Regions from separate parts of the Mus musculus genome. Here region 2 is linked to region 1. Evidence: chromatin contacts called from public Hi-C data. All regions are on one chromosome and are shown on one strand. The core of a region is the stretch at or near the end of the contact, and the rest is flanking DNA. Distances in the headings are between cores, read along the strand shown.

Region 1 (7,364 bases), core at 1,559-4,058:
ACAATCTAGCTTTTGTTAGTGTTTTAACAAAGTGCATAGACTAACGTATAATTGGTATATTACATAACTGTAAGCTATGTTGACAAATATCCTATTTGAAAACTTCATCAGCTAAATGTTGTCTTCTGTAATATGGTCTCATTTATGGCCATATTCATGCACCAAACTATCACACATGTAACTTATAAATATTTTAAAATGGTAACCAACTTGAATATATTTAACATCTCAATGATATACTGTTTCATTTATATGTATATCATTCATTTCTTTATGTTTTGTAGCATTTATTAATCTCTTTGGCTTAAAAATGTAATTTCCTTGCTCAGTTACCTTTCCTAATTTATCCAAAACAGAGACTCTATTCTGGCTCTGGGAAGACCTTTAAAAACAATATTAACTTATGCAATGTATGAGAAACTGGGCAATGCTTCTAAAATTCCATGTCTGTATGATTGAATTTATGGCCTTTTTTGTATAACAACCAGAAATATTACATAAAGTGAAATATACAAGTCACAACCCAGTTATGTGAGAAATTTTCTTCTTCTTTCTTCTTTTAATACGCAATAACTTTATAATGTATTCTACTTTCCCTTCGGATCAAACTGTCCTTTAATCATCTCTTAAGCATGCATGAGCACAAATGTGACCTGACTTACACAGGGGTATCCTAATATCAAGGCAAGCACATTTGCCCACAGTCACAAAATAATAAATATAGAATTTTGTCTATGTTTTCAATATTTTTCATATTTTTATATCTATGGCCACCATCAAGAGCAGAAAGTATAGTCAAAGCCACACTTCTTAAGTCTTAAAATACAGAAATCACTGACATGTAATAGCTTGGTGTTGATTAAAAGGTCTTCTTATAAAAATGCCCAGATTCCTTTGCACCCCTAAGCTGCAGTTGCTTATGTTCTCCTAATGTAGTTAAGCCATGCTTTGCATGAGGTTAAAATGCTTAGGTGATCTCAGAGAATACCCTTTTGCCTGATTCTATAGGGTCGATCAGACAGACCCTTCATGGTTTCATCACTGAATAATCAATCACATGAAAAGCAAATGATTGCTTCGGGCTTGTCAGCAGCATATTGATTTGTCCATTGAGCTCTGTTCAGATTCAATGGAGGTGGTAACAGCCATCACTGTACTTAGAAATGACCAGCAAAGGATGTGTACAGACACTGTACTGTTCTTTTTCTCAAGTATTGTGCTGATTTTGTAAATTGATGCTCAGGTTGTTAATGAGTGAACCTATACATTCTATCACATCAGGGTAAGCAACTAGGGAAAGCCTCCTTTTGGTCACTCATTTGTGTGAACCCAAACATGTCTCCTCAGCTCTTGTAAGATCTGTAAAAGAGATTTCACATTGAGTCTCAACAAGAAAAGGCTAAAAATGGACACTAAAATACCTAATGAAAGTCATAGTTAATCACTGTAGAATTAGGGGCTCTGATGACTTTGAAATGAATCACAACCTGTATTGTTTTAATGGGAGAAATTAGGCAATGATCTCAATTTTCTTATATCTTAGCTTTTTAACTTATAAAGTTTTGTGAAAATAATAACTTTTTTACTGGGTTTTTGAATGTTAGGATAAAAATGTGTATGTGACTCATTTCATAGCATCATCCCTTAAAAGTACTCAGGCAAAATAAACTTTGTTTTTACTTGCTCTTAAAATTTTTTATATGATCAGTTCTTATTTGTGATTCGTAGCATTTTATTTTCTATTTTATTTCACAGATACTGCACAGACATTGATGGATGCTACCACTACTTATCTACTGAAACTTAGTGTTTCAAACTCTTCCCATTATAAAAGTCCCAAACATTATCTGTGCAGAGAAGTAAATTCTAAGTCTGCCCAATAGATAGATGTGATTATGTGAATACGTGCTACAGAAGAAGGACTGTGTATAACTTCCAGGGCAACACACAGACACACACAGACACACACACACACACACACACACACACACACACACACACACACATGCACACGTGATAAAGAAGTGCTTTTTTTTTTTTTACATCACTTTTCCTTCTTGACTACAATGCTAAGGACAAACACTTTAAACTTTAAAAGTGGTAAGATGGAAGTTAAAAAAAAAAGGCAAGGCAAGAGATACAAGAATACAAAGACTATCTTCTAAGAATTCAAAGACCTGGTAATTCAGCATTTCAGTCAGGAGTTCCTAAAAAGGTCTAAGGAATTCATATTAACCCATATTTTAGCAGTAAAGAATATTATTAAAAGCATACTGAAGGGAAGTTATGAACCTGGATTCTGCACTGATTCTTCTCTAAGGAATGATGTGGCTTTGAGAACCCACTCCCTGAGCTTCGTCTTATCCACATGGCATATTCAGCACCAACACTTGTGTGTCGTAAAATTTTGCCCACAGTTTAATAAATACAGGCTTCTCTATTTGAAAACATCCTGCAAAGTTAAAACCTGGGACATTCATGATGTGATTCTGTAACTCGTTTCACTGACAGGACTTAGTGAACTCAAATATCTCATCGAAGAGAACTACCAAATGGAAACCAACAGGCTGCTGATATGCCAGTTGCTAGGACATCCTCCTGGGGTTGTCAGGGTGCATTTAGGCATTCGTATCTAGTCTCTGCACCTGCGTCCGACCCAAGCCCTTCCCTGTTTGAGGAGGCACAAGCCTGCTATTTATCAATTTTTGTATGCTACCGAGAATGTGCCGCTGCAGCACTCTATTGCAACAGGCGGTTGGTTGGCAAGGCCAATGGACACCTGTTAAGACTGAGTCATTCCTATTCACAGGATGTGCCTTGCAGGCTGCATGCAGAGTGCTAAGTGAAGGAAAAGAGGCTTGACTCACCCAATATGGTGCAGCTGATGCTCTCATTCATTGGCAGCTCTTAGGGGAAACCAGAGAGGCATAGTCTAATTTCACTTGCTCCTCATCTTCTTCTGGGCCAGATGGATGACTGCAGTGGCATGCTCACGCACAGTTGTTCAGGCTCATGGACCCTACAAGGAATTATGTTGGGCTCAAAGGAAATCAGCCTTTTTCATGGAAATTAAAATGAGTGATGGTAGCTTCATGGGACACCTCATCCAATCCCTGATGCTTTCTTTTTTATGTTCCCAGCTTTGATGGCACAGAGAAATAGATCAAAATTCAGGCCATTGTTGATTAAATATTGACCCCATGAGTGAAAAACAAACTAATAACCAACAGCAACAACAACAACAACCCTTTTGATCTCAGATGATACTTCCATAATAAACAATCTGCAACTATTGCATTTTTTTTTAAACTGGGACCAAATTGTTGTCAATAGTGTTACCTCTTGGCCAATCTAAAAAACTAATACTTTTCTCAGTTGTCTCAGCGCAATTGCAAGGTAGAAGTGATTGTTGATCTGAACCAATTAGAAAGGGAGACATGGGTTTTAAAAATAAGCTCCTTACTGGCTCAAAAAAAAAATTCAAAGATTAACATTGTATGTATTTGGAGGATAAATTCTCTAAATCATTTAATTTACTCCAGGAGTCTTTACTTTATACATAGTATTTTCTTTTCCTTCTATCTTCAACCTGGTCAAACACACCACCACCACCACCACCAACAACAACAACAACAACAGCAACAACAACAGAAGAAGATAAAATCTTGCTACTAAAAATAAGATTAGAGCATACAATTTGAAAGGATAAGAATTATAAACTTTCTCATCCCTCTATGCTGCCCTAAACTGGCCAGTCTACTTAGGCACAGTTGCTATGGGACTACAGCCTATACTGGTCAGCTCAGTCAGGGAGGAATGTAGGATCTTCAGATAGGCAGATCTGATAGAATGTTCTCAGGAGAGATCACAAAGCAACCTTTAACAAACCTCTAATTTTTTTCTACAAATGAGTTTATCAGATGTAAAGCTTTATATTTGAGGGTGAGCAGAAATTCCCATTTTAAGGGTCTAACGTTTTGTTGGGAAAAAGAGGACATGATTTTTTGTTATTGTTTGTTTTCACAGTGACCATGCTCAAATAAAGGATGTGTTAAAATGTAAACTAGGCACAAGTTTGCAGCCAGGTGGGATTAAGTTTGAAAGCTTACACTTTGTTTCTAAATTTATTTTTATTTTAAATTATGTATATACAGCTGTCCTTATGTCGATATGAGCATATAAGTGCAGTGCCCATGGAGACCAGAAGAAGGAACTGGAGTCCATGAAACTGGAGTTATAGGTGATTATGAGTGCTGGGAACTGGAGAGTAGTTTGTGGTTCTAACTGCTAGGCCATCAGTCTCCCTGATACTCCATTTACTAGAGGCAAGACAATTCTTTCCTTTTCTGACAGAAGGGATATTCTGAAACTAAAAGTTGCTCACAAATCTAGAGAGCAAGAAGCTGTTTTGAGAAGTTACCTCTGAATGCAGAAAGACATTTGGTTAATCCTAGTCAGGTTTTACATTTGAAGGAAGAAACCATGTGCAAATAGATTTCATCTTACAGGCTTACTGAAAATAGTTGATGAGAGATTGTAGATGGAGCAGAATTTAGTGTATAGTAAATGGTAAGTAAATGTCATTTTTTAAAAAGTATTTTTATTAGGTATTTTCCTCATTTACATTTCCAATGCTATCCCAAAATTCCTCCCCAACCCCCTACCCACCAACTCCCACTTTTTGGCCCTGGCATTCCCCTGTACTGGGGCATATAAAGTTTGCAAGTCCAATGGGCCTCTCTTTCCAGTGATGGCTGACTAGGCCATCTTTTGATACATATGCAGCTAGAGTCAAGAGCTCTGGGGTACTGGTTAGTTCATAATGTCGTTTCACCTATAGGGTTGCAGATCCCTTTAGCTCCTTGGGTACTTTCTCTAGCTCCTCCACTGGGGGCCCTGTGATCCATCCAATAGATGACTGTGAGCATCCACTTCTGTGTTTGCTAGGCCCCGGCATAGTCTCACAAGAGAGAGCTCTATCTAGGTCCTTTCAGCAAAATCTTGCTAGTGTGTGCAATGGTGTCAGCGTTTGGAAGCTGATTATGGGATGTATCCCCGGATATGGCAGTCTCTAGATGGTTCATCCTTTCGTCACAGCTCCAAGTTTTGTCTCTGTAACTCCTTCTATGGGTGTTTTGTTCCCAATTCTAAGAAGGGGCAAAGTGTCCACACTTTGGTCTTCATTCTTCCTGAGTTTCATGTGTTTAGCAAATTGTATCTAATATATTGGGTCTTCTAAGTTTCTGGGCTAATATCCACTTATCAGTGAGTACATATTATGTGAGTTCCTTTGTGATTGGGTTACCTCACACAGAATGATGCTCTCCAGGTCCATCCATTTAGCTAGGAATTTCATAAATTCATTCTTTTTAATTGCTGAGTAGTACTCCATTGTGTAAATGTACCACATTTTCTATATCCATTCCTCTGTTGAGGGGCATCTGGGTTGTTTCCAGCTTCTGGCTATTATAAATAAGGCTGCTATGAACATACTGGAGCATGTGTCCTTCTTACCGGTTGGGACCTCTTCTGGATATATGCCCAGGAGAGGTATTGCGGGATCCTCCTGTAGTACCATGTCCAATTTTCTGAGGAACCGCCAGACTGATTTCCAGAGTGGTTGTACAACCTTGCAATCCCAACAACAATGGAGGAGTGTTTCTCTTTCTCCACATCCTCGCCAGCATCTGCTATCACCTGAATTTTTTGTATAATTTTTATTACATATTTTCCTCAATTACATTTGAAATGCTATCCCAAAAGTCCCCCATACCCTCCCCCCCACACTTCCCTACCCACCCATTCCCTTTTTTTTTTTTTTGGCCCTGGCATTCCCCTGTACTGGGGCATATAAAGTTTGTATGTCCAATGGGCCTCTCTTTCCAGGAATGGCCGACTAGGCCATCTTTTGATACATATGCAGCTAGAGTCAAGAGCTCCGGGGTACTGGTTAGTTCATAATGTTGTTGCACCTACAGGGTTGCAGATCTCTTTAGCTCCTTGGATACTTTCTCTAGCTCCTCCATTGGGGGCCCTGTGATCTATCCACTAGCTGACTGTGAGCATCTACTTCTGTGTTTGCTACTCCCTGGCATAGTCTCACAAGAGACAACTATATCTGGGTCCTTTCAGCAAATTCTTGCTAGTGTATGCAATGGTGTCAGCGTTTGGAAGCTGATTATGGGTGGATCCCTAGATATGGCAGTCTCTAGATGGTCCATCCTTTCATCACAGCTCCAAGTTTTGTCTCTATAACTCCTTCCATGGGTGTTTTGTTCCCAATTCTAAGAAGAGGCATGGTGTCCACACTTCAGTCTTCATTCTTCTTGAGTTTCATGTGTTTAGCAAATTGTATCTTATATCTTGGGTATCCTAAGTTTTGGGCTAATATCGACTTATCAGTGAGTACATATTGTGTGAGTTCCTTTGTGATTGTGTTACCTCAATCAGGATGATGCTCTCCAGGTCCATCCATTTGGCTAGGAATTTCATTAATTCATTCTTTTAATAGCTGAGTAGTACTTCATTGTGTAAATGTACCACATTTTGTATCCATTCCTCTGTTGAGGGGCATCTGGGTTCTTTCCAGCTTCTGGCTATTATAAATCTTAGCCATTCTGACTGGTGTGAGGTAGAATCATAGGGTTGTTTTGATTTGCATTTCCCTGATGATTAAGGATGTTGAACATTTTTTCAGATGCTTCTCTGCCATTCGGTATTCCTCAGGTGAGAATTCTTTGTTCAGCTCTGAGCCCCATTTTTTAATGGGGTTATTTGATTTTCTGGCGTCCACCCTCTTCAGTTCTTTATATATATTGGATATTAGTCCCCTATCTGATTTAGGATAGGTAAAATCCTTTCCCAATCTGTTGGTGGTCTTTTTGTCTTGGTGATGGTGTCTTTTGTCTTGCAGAAGCTTTGCAACTTCATGAGATCCCATTTATGATTCTCGATCTTATGGCACAAGCCATTGCTGTTCTATTCAGTAACTTTTCCCCTGTACCCATAACTTCGAGGCTTTTCCCTACTTTCTCCTCTATAAGTTTCAGTGTCTCTGGTTTTATTTGAAGTTCCTTAATCCACTTAGATTTGACCTTAGTACAAGGAGATAGGAATGGATCAATTCGCATTCTTCTACATGATAACAACCAGTTGTGCCAGCACCATTTGTTGAAAGTGCTGTCTTTTTTCCACTGGATGGTTTTAGCTCCCTTGTCAAAGATCAAGTGACCATAGGTGTGTAGGTTCATCTCTGGGTCTTCAATTCTGTTCCATTGGTCTACTTGTCTGTCACTATACCAGTACCATGCAGTTTTTTATCACAATTGCTCTGTAGTACAGCTTTAGGTCAGGCAAGGTGATAC
Region 2 (7,364 bases), core at 2,752-5,251, 360 kb before region 1:
GAAGCTGAATAGATCAGCTATTGGACCATTTATAGAACTAATTTTCATCATTCAAGCAACACATCACAATTACCAGAGATTTCCATTTAAATAGTTAAGGGGAAAAAAAAACACACAAATGAGAATTGACTAAAAACTATCATGAACCTTTGCTTTTGTTTACTTATTATGCTTCATCATTTTTCATCTTGTGGCTTTTACAACGGCACAGTGAAGATATACATTTGGAGCCAAGGAATAGAAACTATGGGATTTTCTCACATAAAAAGAAATGGGTGATTTTTTTTCAGTCGTTTAATTATAGCTGTGTTCTACTATGATTTACTTGGTATTTCTATGTTGGGTCCCGGCAATCACTACACAATGGTCTCTATATTCATGTTCAACTGGGAGAAGAAAACAACCAAAGTTTTATTTTGAATTTTTTTTATTATTGAAAATAGATACTCTTTCCCCTCCCTCTACTCCTCCCAGCGATTCCTCACCTTCCTCCCATCAGGATCTGCCCCTTCTGTCTCTCACTAGAAACCAAGCAGGCTTTGGTATGTAAGGGATAATATAAAATAATAAAATAATAAAATAAAAGGAAAATAGAAAACAACAGCTAACACATTGAAATTGTACATAAAAGAGCAAACAAAATGAAAGAACCCAAAAGAATGCATGCATAAACCACACACACACACACACACACACACACACACACACACACAGAGCCCTGACATGACATTATGAGACAAGGAACCTCCAAAGATGCAGTCAAGCTCACTTTCTGTTGGTCATTAGGAGGCAGAAAGGCTAATGTTTAGAAACAACATGTAAGCATTTCAGAGTTCAAAAATCTAGTTCAACAACCATTGTAACAAGAATGCAAATTCAGAGCTTGCCATTCTAGACTCCATTGTTTTGTGTCTAACTGCCTCCTGCTCTCTTTCTCTCTCTCTCTCCTCTCTCTCTCTCTCTCCTCTCTCTCTCTCTCTCACACACACACACACACACACACATGCACACCCACACGCACACACACCTATCTGTTTTCACGTGTGATTCTTGATTGCTTGCATCTTGCATCATGTATTAATGTTTGCCCAATAAACAGACCGATAGAAATAAAACCTAGGTTAAGACCTGCTAATAAAAGATGTTCCTTCCATTGTTTTACTAAAGCTATGGAACCCTCACATGTTGCTGAAAGGAACTCATCTGCCTTCTGTGGCCAGCTTGATGCTTCCTCTTATCATATATCTTCCCACTTTAATTATCAAATATGAGTAACAGTTGTGCATATTAACTATTTAATCTAGACAAATGGGTCTAAGGGATGAATTAAATAAAGAATCTCTTTAATACCTAGTTGATCTCCCATTGGGTCTGCAATCTCCGTCTTTCTATATTCATTTCTCTGAAAACATCGACCCATTGAGCTGCTCATTTGTCTGTCTGCAGGGATAGGCAAGGGCTCAGTAGGAAGGCAGTAGTAATTAGAATGATGATTAGAATGACAAGGGCTTTGATCAACTGTGCTTCCATAGGAGGTGAAGTGGTTTGTCCAATATAAACTAAGGAGTGGCTGTCACTTTTGGCTGTATAAGCTCACTCTGCAGGACCATTCCTAAAGCAAACATCTGGTACCAAACCTTCCACCTTCATCCTATCCCTAATCAGATGGTCTGCTACAGTCCCCTTATTGTTGATTGATATTCCTTCCCATCTCATCTCCATAGCAGAAGCCTGGTGGTGATATCTCTTTGAGGATTCTTTACTTTCTACACCTAAAACTCAGAGCTGATAATCCTCACATCTCTGTCCCTATCATTTCATGACTGTCATTCCATCAGTCTTCATGACTGACATTTTTATAAGAATGATCTGTTATCTTCAGCACTGAAGATTTCTCTTTAAATGATTCTTCAAGTTTTTCAGACATTAGTTTGTTGAAATAGGGTTTGTTTGGCCAGTGGGGTCATTATTGATTTCTAGGGTTTTCCCTGAACTTAGGAAAAATTCTCAACTCCTTAATAAGATCTTACTCTAGAAATGAGGTCATTTTCTTACCTCTTCATTGTCTCTTCTCCGCTCCTCCTTGGCAAGATGGATGCCGAACACACTCTTAGAGTCTCTGAACTCTAGGAGAAGTTTGGATAAGTTTAGATATTATATATCTGTCTGGAAATAATCTTCTCTTTCAATCTATTGTGACTGGTTGAATCTTAAGGTTTCCGTCTACAAGGGACAAACTCTGAGAAACCTTCCTTGATGTCTAAGGGTCTAGGCTTGCTTTGTCGCTGCATCCTAGCCTACTACCTCATTGAACATTGAACATTACATTGGTAAACTAAGTCATATCTTTGTAGCCTGGCACGTGATAGTTGTTCAATGAATACTCACTGAAGAAATGACAGGCTGAGAAAAAGTGAATTGGGGAAGTAAATAGTTACTTCAAATAAAATATGTAACTTTTTGCCTTAATTATCCAACTATTTTGAACAGAAGCCTGATGTGTGTGTGTGTGTGTGTGTGTGTGTGTGTGTGTACACGCATTCGCATAAATGCACATATGTGCACACATGCCAATATTTGACATAGGATGTAAGTGAGTCCTTAGGCTTAGCTAGATAGCTCAGTCTTGTTCAGAGGCAAGAGAACTTAATGAAATTTCTGTCATTTGCAGCTCTCAAGATATTCATAGCTTTCTATTGATATATGACAAAATTTGCGGCTTAAAACAATACCTAATAATTAATTCTCACGTTTCAGCTCAGAAGTGTACTGTGTCATACATGTCTCAGTTTGCACAGAGCACCACGGTTTTGACATTGAGATGCATTCAAAAGATCCTGTCCCAAACCCATTCTGTTGGAAACATTTCATTTCATTGTAAGATCTAGTCATTATAGGACTGCTAACTAGCTCTTGTTTTCCTGCAGGTCTTCAGCTTCTGTGGACTTCTTTGTTCCTTGTTCTGTATCTATTTTCAGTTCCGAACAAGCATCAGTATGTCAGAACATGTTTTCACTCTCTGACTTTCTTTTCAGATGTCAGCTCCAGGAAACTCTGTGCTTACACAAGGTACAATTGTTTATATTGGGGTCATCTTCCCAGTATCCATGGAAATCGCTCATCAGTGGTACTTGTGTTAGTATTTGACTGCATCAGTGATAAGAAACGTTGCACAGAGGCTAGGAGTCATAGAGATATTTTAAAATCTGCCTGCTGTATTGGCACCTTACAGAAAAATGAAAACAAGTCAAAACAAATGATCAGATAAGTTACCAATTTTGGTGATAGGAGCTGGGTGGTAGGTAGGACATGTACTTTCTTTTATCATCACTGGACGGTCTGTGTTGCCAAACTTGCTATATAGTAGATTAATTAATATAAATGTGAGACAACTATTTGGTTTTTGCTTCAGAACTCATGACTCTTGATCACACAGCCTCCTATAGTGGTGGTTCTCAACCTGTGGTCGTGACCCTCACAGGGCAGATATCTTGAATGTTACATATTTTCATTATGATTCATAGCAAACTTATAGTTATGAAGTAGCAATAAAATAATTTTATAGTTGGGGATCATGAGAACACTGTAAGGAGCTGCATTAAAAGGTTGCAGCATTAGAAAGGTTGAGAATCACTGCTTCAGAGTCTTGGTCACAGTCCTTGATTCATGGCTGCCATTTTCTTCATTGATTTCCAGTTTTGTTATCATGATTAAAATAATAATTATCATTCATTGAACTTTTTCTGTAGCATGTCATAGGTATCTTAGGCTGCTTATTCTTTTAACAACTGTGATCTAATTATTAGTATGTCTAATACATCACTATGCTCATAACCATTTGGGATATGAGTATCCAATACTCTGCTTGTCTGATTCGTAAAGTTTAGTGTTAATATTATATCTGTGTCTTTGGGGAATGTGATAAACCAGGTATAGTCAGAGGGTTGTCTTGGGATGCTTAGAGTTAGTACTCACATCTCTCACTTCCGGCCTTCTCTTTCTAGCATCAGGCAGTGACTAACACCATGCCCTCCCTCCCTTATGAGAAACAGTCCTGGGGGTGAACAACACATTCCATGTCTATTTCCTCCGGCATTAGGAACTAATTGTGAACTAAGTGACCAAACCATCCTAATAGAATTGGCTTCTAAACAGCAAATTGTAAACTTGCATGAATCGGGATCATGTGTCCTCTAAGCCCCTTCCCTTTCTCTTTTAATTGAGTTTCACTCCAGCATTATCTGTTGAAGGGAACAATGGGATGCCCTGTTTTGAGAGTGAGTCAGGCCCAGCTGCTATGAAAATAATATGTTTGAGAAAATGGACTTGACATTTGATGGCCTTATGACTCTTCTGACAGGATATAATCAACTCATTAGGGAGAAACAGAAGCCCTTGTTGTACAACCACGTTATTCTGAGCATGACAGAACTCCTAAGCTGGTGGGTGAGTGTTCAAGGCACATTGGGACTTCGTCTTCTGTGGCCAGCAAGCAGTGTGGCTGCTTTTACTGTCTCTTTCTCTGGCCACTGCCCTCCAGCTGATGAAAGGGAAATGTTACTTTCTAAAGCCCACAGTTCCTTTGTTTGTTTTCTGCTGTTTCACCCCAGAAGACTGAATTTATGAAAAGAACTTGGTTTTTCAGGGATGCTCTCAGCCTTTCTTCCACTCAGACACAGCGGGGGCAGCTCTCCTGGGAGGGTGATTGGAAGCAGGAAGTAGCAGTTGGGATTCCTGATTCCAGTTCCCAGGCCCACCCCTAGTTTTCTGTGGGACTCTCAAGGGTTCATGGTAGACTCTTTGCTTAGTCTCCCACCATAAAACTTCAACCTCCACTGCTTGCTGATTTTGCCTGAGTTTTTGCCTCAGCAGGAATATGAAGGGAAGGAAAGTCAGATTTCCACATGGGAGTAATAGTCACTTTTAGGTATCACAAGCATCAGACAGATAATTCCTGGCATAGTCCTTGGCATGTCTCTTAGGCTTTTTACTAGATTTATTGCCTGGAAGTTGTGGTTCCTTTAAGTTCTCTATTTGATCATTAAATATGTACTAGACATTTTGTTTCTTAAAAATACTTTTAAGTGCAATCGTTTTAAATATCAAATCGAGTCATTACACCAATGATGATGTGTCTGTGTGTGTCAGGAATTCTGGTTTGCAACACTCATTCTTAAGAATGTTCTCAATTATTTCGATTCACTATATTGTAACTTCCACCAGAAAAAAAGACAGTGTCTCTTTCCCACCACGGAGCCTCAAGCATCTTTAACAGGGTCTTTCTCAGCCTTTCTTGCAGGTGTGAAAATGATTGAATGAAGTAATTGACTAATTTTATTTTATTTTTTAGAATTTATTTTATTACATGTGTGAGTGTTTTTTCCTCATGTATGTGTGCCATATGGATGTCTGGTGCCTGTAGAGGTCAGAAGAGGATGTTGGATCTCCTGAAACTGGAGTTACAGTCACCACCATGTGGGTGATGTGAGCCATCTCCAGGGGCTCTATAGAAGTAGCAAATACTCTTAACTATTGAGCCAACTATCCAACCCTTAAATGTTTTCCTGAATATTTTCTGGACATGGTAATCGTCTTCATCCTGGAAACTTTGCCTCGGGAATTAGCAAACTGAAGACCATAGGTCAAACACTGCCTGCTGTCTGTTCCTATAAACTGACTTTTGAATGTATCTATCCACTGTCTTTGCTATTTCCCTAAAGGCACAGCTGAGCTTGTGGTGGGAACTACACTGGCTGAAAGATGCAAGATATTTTATTATCCAGTCCTTTGTTAAATAACTTGCTGACTTCTGCCTTTTACCTGCTACACAAATGTATGAAATAGAAACCTATACACACCCTCTTTTCTGGAAAAGCAATAACTACCAGTCTTCCAAAGAAGTTTAAGAGTTTTTATAATGCAGTATGTACTTTAAATCCTGACAGATCTCTAGAAACTCCTCTGTGCTCACTGTTTTCCTCCTCAACTTCACACTTTTCACACCTGTCAAAGATGCCATACCTTTATATCAGCCACCAGTGGTGCTGATGTCACTGCTTGTTCTACTGTTGCTTTGTAATTTGGATTTATCTTTTAAAACCTTGTTTAAATACCATCACTGTTAAATTGCTTTCTGTGAAGTTTTTCTGCTAGGCTAGATGGCCCCTCTCCCTTTTCAACCCAGCTCAGCACTTCATAAATCATGACACTCAAGCTCACATGGATTATTTGACTTGACCAAAGTTCCGTGAAGAAGTGGGCAGATCGGACTTCAAATTGAAACCTGTTTGAATTCAATGTGTACTTTCTATTATATGACGCTCTGATGAATTCATGTATAAAAAATATTAATTTCATATGTAGCCAGCTCAGGATGGTAAATAGATCTAATAATGCATGATACTGGGATATATACATACATACATACATACATACATACATACATACATATATATATATATAATACATACATACATATATATACATACATATATATATATATATATATATATATATATATATATACACACATATATATTCTCCATCATAGAGATAGTGAAAATGTTAACAATAAATGGAATGTGACAATTTATTTTGTAGTCAAGTGCCAGCATATAAATAGGACACTGTGCAAGTTATATACATTTCTATAACAAACCAGTCCAATTCAGAGTTCCATGAAAGAATAAATTTTATCACAGTTCTACTGATCAGAAATATTGGTGGGTCATAGTCTGGCCCTCTGGGCCTGGCATCTCTCAAGAAGTTCCTATGTTGTTGTCAACCACAGCTACAGTCGCACCTAAGAGTAGACACAACAGACATTTGCTTCTAAGCTTAATATTGCATAATATTATGATTATTTGCTGGCCGATTTCCTTCCAGTGGTTCATTCCACAAAGCTGTATCACCTTATGGCAACTGTCTTTTTTGCAGATAAATGATCTGAAGAAGCAAGAGGGACTCACAACTAACCTGAAGGTCACAGTCTCTGTATAACTTAATCTAAGTGAGTTCTTAGTTCCAGTCCTGACTTGAGAAGGATTATGTAAGGACTTGAAGACACCAAACTCTCCCATCTGTAGACTGAAAATATTAAATAAAGGATTCCAGAAGAGACAACTCATAACTATGAAATTGCATTCTGTCCTGGGTAGTGTGACAACACTTACAACATCTTACAAAATCTTACAACATCCTGGCTCAGTATCTTCAGGAACATAACAGCCTGTTGACTCATCATTAAGCACATACCATTCACCTTAGTTCATCCCATTCCCTGGAATGTGTGCATGTGTGCGTGTGCGTGTGTGTGATCTATACGTCTGTCCACATGTATGTGCAGATACATGTTCCCATGGAGG

What was found. Hi-C and Micro-C count contacts between places; a contact is called where the count stands out from the background.
Region 2: a Hi-C map of muscle stem cells shows a contact between it and region 1, with 2.3 times the contacts expected there. The contact joins two enhancer-like sites. A contact is called at or near these places in 1 of 15 datasets of contacts at CTCF or cohesin (the NIH/3T3 cell line) and 1 of 484 Hi-C or Micro-C datasets (muscle stem cells).

The regions. Positions count from the first base shown.
Region 1 is chr15:63,031,880-63,039,243 of GRCm38.p6, reverse strand. No RefSeq gene overlaps it. Among named protein-coding and RNA genes, the nearest start is that of Gm41334, 35 kb to the left of the region's middle. Within about 2 kb of position 2,808, at least 20 of the 459 cell types and tissues checked have an H3K27ac peak or open chromatin away from gene starts, as enhancers often do. A contact at or near this core is called in muscle stem cells, where this site is marked.
Region 2 is chr15:63,397,533-63,404,896 of GRCm38.p6, reverse strand. No RefSeq gene overlaps it. Among named protein-coding and RNA genes, the nearest start is that of Gm41335, 44 kb to the right of the region's middle. Within about 2 kb of position 4,001, at least 29 of the 459 cell types and tissues checked have an H3K27ac peak or open chromatin away from gene starts, as enhancers often do. A contact at or near this core is called in muscle stem cells, where this site is marked.